2 separate regions of the Mus musculus genome follow, and region 1 is linked to region 2. Evidence: chromatin contacts called from public HiChIP or PLAC-seq data. All regions are on one chromosome and are shown on one strand. Each heading gives the region's core, a stretch centred on a gene start, on an enhancer-like site or on the middle of the called end of the contact. The rest is flanking DNA. Distances are from core to core; before and after follow the strand shown. Region 1 has its middle 22 kb from the start of Pou2f1. Region 2 holds the start of Dusp27 (dual specificity phosphatase 27 (putative)).

Region 1 (2,864 bases), core at 251-2,750, 100 kb after region 2:
ACTTGGTGTACAGCCACACATACAGACAGAACACCCATACACATTAACAAATTTAAAAATTAAAATTTCTTCTATAAGAGTTATAGAAGATGCTGCAACTCCTTGTGCTTGTTGGGACTTTAAATAAGTTGCAAAGGGTCCTAATAGGATGGCTAAAGTCTAACTCTATCTCAGGTGAATTTGATAAATTCTGACATTATTTGCCTAGCTGCACACATCACAACAAACAGAACTTAATTCACAGAGGATCCCAGGTATTATCAGGAGTGGTATGTTCAATTTTCAAATCTCAGCGTGTGCCTGTAATGAGCTGTGCTATGACAAGACTAGGCCATGAAATGCCTACAATCTGGCTCCTTCGGAGTTTTAGTCTTTGTTTTCAAGAACCTAAGAAGGAGATAACTGACAATGGGTGTTCATCTAAACCAACAAACCATCGGTAGGAAAACAACATTCATCTGTGCTTTCCATGTCTGCCATGCAACAAGCATGACACCAAGTATCAGTTATGGTTTCTGCTTCCCTGGGCTTGTGAGAGAGTAAAGTATGTGTACAAGAAGATAATTAGCACCAGGGCTGTGTGCAAAGGGCTAAACGCAGCATAGACTGAAAGATCGGAGTGCATACTCACGTTGGACAGATGGGAAGGGAAACTTTACAAAGGCTGTGAGTGGGACAACCTTTGACCTTGGGGAGCAAGGGGAAGAAGGCTAAGCACAGTGGAAGGAACGGGTACAGTGCTGGAAAATGATTGCCTGGTTTTGCTACAGCACAGAACAGAGGCCATGTGCCACTGTGTAGCAGACCCAGTTATTGGAGACTTGTATCCACCAGAGCTTTATTTCTCACTTTTACTGCAAGCCATGCTCAGTGCGTTGTGGCCATGCTTCAGACGTCTTCCTCACTTGAGATCCAAGGGCACCCACAACCTAGACTGTTGTGTCCTCGTGATGGGGGCACAGAGAGGGCAGGACAGTGGCAGACCCATGAGAGTTACTCTTAGCCTTTAAGCGGCTATGGCACATGTCACTTCAGATAATACTTCTGGCCAAAACCTGTCACATGCAAACTCTCATGTCAATAGCTTGGGAAAACAGAATCCTACCATGGGGATACTTAGTGACATATAAATAAAGCACATACAATACAACCTCCAACAGTTTTCAAGTATATTCTTCTTCTTAGAAAATATTTTGGAATGCAGTAGGCATGAGAACAGGAGGCCTCTGAATTATTAGCTGCAAAGCTCTGTGACTGATATAAAGTTCTACATGTACATAAAACATATCAAAAAAATTTTTTTTAAAGAACAGCACAAGTCTAAGAAACAGGGTTTCCCATCTTGTCTCCCAAGGAGCGTGCAGCTGAATTGGACAGAGGCTGACAGCGGAGGAGGAAAGGGTCAGACCCTTTGCTTTGCTCCTGCCGTTATTTACAGCAGAGGACAGAACACTTTGTCACCTAGGAAACAACCAACAAAGGCAGAGTGTAAAGCTGTAAGAATCCCTGTCTGTTCTCTCAGAGGTGACTCGGGCTAAGTAGTGGGGTGGAGTGCCCTGCCACTCAGCTGCCCTGAGTGCTGGGTTTTGTGTAGTCAGGCAGGTGACTCCAGCTGGAAGAAAAAGATGTTTGGCCTTTGATGGCCACAGCTGACTGAATAATTTGTACCTTCTTGCCTTTTTGTATTCAAAGATAACACTACCAGCTAAGAAGAGTGTGGCTGCAGTGTCTGAACCTCTGACCTACACTGGGAACACTACAGTCTCTCTACTACCTAGATATTCACAGTTTATACCACAGTGAATGATTTTGTAGCTGTTACTTTTGCTATCATTCTCTCTTTTTTTTTTCTTTCTGGTTTTTCGAGACAGGGTTTCTCTGTGTAGCCCTGGCTGTCCTGGAACTCACTCTGTAGACCAGGCTGGCCTCGAACTCAGAAATCTGCCTGCCTCTGCCTTCCAAGTGCTGGGATTAAAGGCACGTGGCACCATTCTCTCTCTCTCTCTCTCTCTCTCTCTCTCTCTCTCTCTCTCTCTATCATTTTCAAAGGTCATTTTATGTCACTGCTTACCTATTAATTACTAATCTTGTCTTACATTTTAATACTGATTTGCATACAGAGTATACTAATACAAATTTTCCAAAAGCTGAATGTGTGTCCACCATAGGCAGGAGATTCTATATTAGCTAAAGCTAGGTGATAATTATTTCTGTGCTATCATGAAAGCTTGACGTCTCATACCATAATTGCTTGTTTGAAACAGGCTCTCCCTATGTAGCCTTGGTTGGCCTGGAACTCACTACTTAGACCAAGATGGCCTTGAACTCACGGAGATCCACCTGTCTCTGCCTTCCAAGTGCTCAGGTTAATGACTTGGACCTCATGACTGGTTTATGTCACAACTGATGTCATACTGGCACTATCCAAATGTTCTTGGCCTTTGCAATAGAGGATTTAAAACATTATTTATTTACTTTCAGTTTATGTGTGTACCTGCATTCGTTTCTGTGCAGTATGTGTATGCAGGTGCCTGTAAAGGCCAGAAGGCATTAGATGCCCTGAAATGGAGATATAGACAGTTGTGAACTGCATTCTGAGAACCAAATTGTTATTCTTTGCATGAGCAGTAACTGCTCTTAATGATTGAACCATCTCTCCAGCCATTGAAATAGTGTTGAGCTTAGATTTTTCTTGAAATTACAATTAGTCAGATATCGTAACAACTCAGCTGAGGATTGCTCAGTGTGTATTTATCTCATCTTTGTAATATATATAGTCTATGGCACTCCCATGTCTGGGGCCTTTTTCTCATGCCTGTTCATAGCTGCAGTAAATTTTATTTCCATTGTGTTGTATAAAACAT
Region 2 (2,712 bases), core at 125-2,624:
CTGGACACTGTCGTCAGGTTATCTTACTCAGGACAGACCCCCTGATGCTGGGTCTCTACTCTGGCTCTCTTGCTGACTCTGCAGCCCTTAAGAAATGAACGGACGTCCATCTGCTCCTTAAATTGTCCTGTAAGGTGTGCTAGGATTCACTCTTCAACGTCCCTTCCCTTTTAAGAGTTATCTTCCAGGGTGTGTAACCTCTGTTCTGTCTCTACTTAGACATCTAGCCGGCTGCGGCTCGTTCTTTCCTGCTGCAGGACTGTGCACTGTGCTCTCTCGGCAGCCCCTCCCCACTATTATACCCATTATATTTTATCCAGCTTATCCTTTAAAGGCCTGCTCCTACATCATGTCTCCCACGAAGCCTTCCCTGGCTTCGCAGCTCAGAACTTGCTCCTTCTTGAGATTCAGTGCAGCGCTCTGAGTCTCTTCTAGGGCAGGAACTCCACTCTTACACTTCAGCTATATTTAGTCTCTGTCTAATGCCTCCTAATAAACTGTGAGCTCATTCATTCATTCAGCCAATCTCTGAGGCTACTACTCTGGGCACGTTTCCATCTAGCTAGGAAGACAAGGGCTATGAGTCTAACTAACTTAGTCAGGTACAGTGCCCAGTGCATAGGAGGTAACTAAGAAATATTTACAAACGTGGAGGCAGATGGAAAGATGGATGGATAGGGGAGGGGTCACTGTGGAGAGGGTGAACTGGAAGCCACCAGAAGCATGGAGGCAGGTAGAAGGAAGGATGCACGGACTCTCAGGACGTCGAGCATGAGAGGGTTAACTGTGGGCAGTTGGGGACTGCAAGGATGGTGGCAGAATGTCATGAGTTCCACCATAGAGTGGGTCATGAGTCTTTTGGAGTTTATCAAGTCTTCCGAATTCTTACGTTACTCCCTAGTTGCAACTGGCCACTACCAGGGCCATGAATGGTGAGGCAGAGATATGAAGGGAAGGTACAACTTGTTGTCAGGCTGGTCTCAAGCCATGACTTCTCTTTAATCAAAACATGGTGTTCTCCCCATGCCTGGCTGAGGGCCAACCTGTTCTGTATAATTGGTATTTTCCTTTCCTAGGCTTCCTCCAAGATGCTATGAGGTAAAGTTAAGTTCGTTCCAAATGTGCTGATTTGGATTATTTTCAGAAAGTGCTTTGAGGAGCCAGCCTCCTGCGGGAGATGGTTTTCTCTAGGTCCTTGTGTCACAGCATGAGCCTGTTCTAAACCCACTGCTAAACATCAATGTCTGAGAATCAGCCGGAAGGGAAAGGGTTAAGTGAAGCCTGCATTCCTTCCTCCCAGAGAGCTGCCATCCTATGGGGCCAGAGGCTAAATTTAGAGACTGGCTAAGGTTTCTTGTTAACAGCTGTCCCTCAGAGCAGAAGCACACCAGAGAAGAGAAAGCTCCCGTCCCTCTCTAGACCAAACTTCTGGTCACTTTCCTGGGGTTCTTGGTCCTTGGTGAGGACACACCAGCACAAGGTGAGTGTTCGTTCCCTTCTGTGGTGAGCTGGGACTTAGACTTCAGGGGTGCCAGTCTGCCCTGAGTGTCAGGCCACAGCCATAGCTGGGACTAGCTATCAGGGACTTTTTGTGCCTTAATAGGTAGGCTATGGGGTGGACCTTCAGCCCAAGGCCCTGAATGACACAGAGTCAATAAATATCACTGAAGGGAGCCTGTTTTCCCTTCCAGTAAGATAAAAGGTGTGTACATTAATGTAGTTGGAAGGGGGACTTCAAATGTCCTTTTTAGTCTGGGGAATCCACCGCCTTTCACAAACCTCCCACACTACAGTTAAAATAAACCTTTGCTTTTCCTCTCTGCTTCCCTGTTAATATCCACGAAAGGAGTCAAGATGTCACTTCTTACATATTGTGTCACCTCATGGTATCCTTCTAAGGACAGTCGGCCTTCATCTTCTTGGTTTCCCTATGGCTCCTTTACCCACTCGGGTATTAGCACGCCCTCCCCTCCCCATTCTCAGTCCACCAAGGTGACATTGGTGACACGTCCCCCTCCCCCTACAAAGCCTATGGAATCTAATTCCCTAAACAACCTCTTCCTGTCAGGCAGACAGAGGCTGACAGGCTGACATGGCTACCGGTGGAGACGCAGAGGAGGAGCAGGTAGTTCCAAACGAGGAGGATGAAGCAGATGTGAGAGCTGTACAGGCCCGCTATCTCCGGAGTCCCTCCCCAAGCCAGTAAGTGGGCCACTGCTGAGTGTCATAGGAGCCAGTCAGCATGACGCTGGGCTCTATTCCCCAGGATGGTGGACTGAGGCGTGGTGGTGAGAGCTAGACGTTGGTCTCTCCAGAATGTGTGGTGCTGTGGGCTGGTAGGGTGGGGGAGGGGTGACAAGCACACAGGGAAAGACCAGAGGCTTCTGGGAGGTGCTGCTGCTGGCCTGAACCTGGAAGTAGGAATTTGGCAGGTCAACCGACAGGATGCACTTGATTCACCAGGACCAGGGCTGGATATGGGGTTGAGATGCCAGAAAGTCTAAGAGGAGAGATGAAGAAGGAATGAGGACCAAGGGCCAAGCCCTGGTACTAAAATTATTTTGTACCACAATGGAGGTGTTGATTTTAAAGAAAATACCATATATTCCCGTTTTCTTCTGTCACGACTGAGAACAGAGACCTGTTTCTGTTCTACCGTAGTACCATAGCTCTGTTGACAAATGATGTGAAGAATCACTAAGGTCTTGAGCC

The links. HiChIP or PLAC-seq counts read pairs in DNA pulled down with a chosen protein or histone mark.
Region 1: an H3K27ac HiChIP or PLAC-seq map of heart atrium shows a contact between it and region 2, with 4 times the contacts expected there. The contact joins the enhancer-like site here to the promoter of Dusp27 in region 2. A contact is called at or near these places in 17 of 39 promoter capture datasets (the 3T3-L1 cell line, 3T3-L1-derived adipocytes, the C10 cell line and 14 more), 3 of 484 Hi-C or Micro-C datasets (the G1E-ER4 cell line, pre-B cells and thymic regulatory T cells), 6 of 115 datasets of contacts at active chromatin or transcription factors (the HPC-7 cell line, T-cell acute lymphoblastic leukemia, embryonic stem cells and 2 more) and 4 of 9 other capture datasets (adipose tissue, liver, macrophages and 1 more).

Annotation. Positions count from the first base shown.
Region 1 is chr1:166,022,822-166,025,685 of GRCm38.p6, reverse strand. No RefSeq gene overlaps it. Among named protein-coding and RNA genes, the nearest start is that of Pou2f1, 22 kb to the right of the region's middle. Within about 2 kb of position 1,500, at least 14 of the 459 cell types and tissues checked have an H3K27ac peak or open chromatin away from gene starts, as enhancers often do. A contact at or near this core is called in heart atrium and neural stem cells, where this site is marked.
Region 2 is chr1:166,126,560-166,129,271 of GRCm38.p6, reverse strand. Dusp27 (dual specificity phosphatase 27 (putative)) reads left to right here and starts at 1,374. Exons shown (of 6, transcript NM_001160049.1): 1 at 1,374-1,480; 2 at 2,073-2,202. The coding sequence starts at 2,093.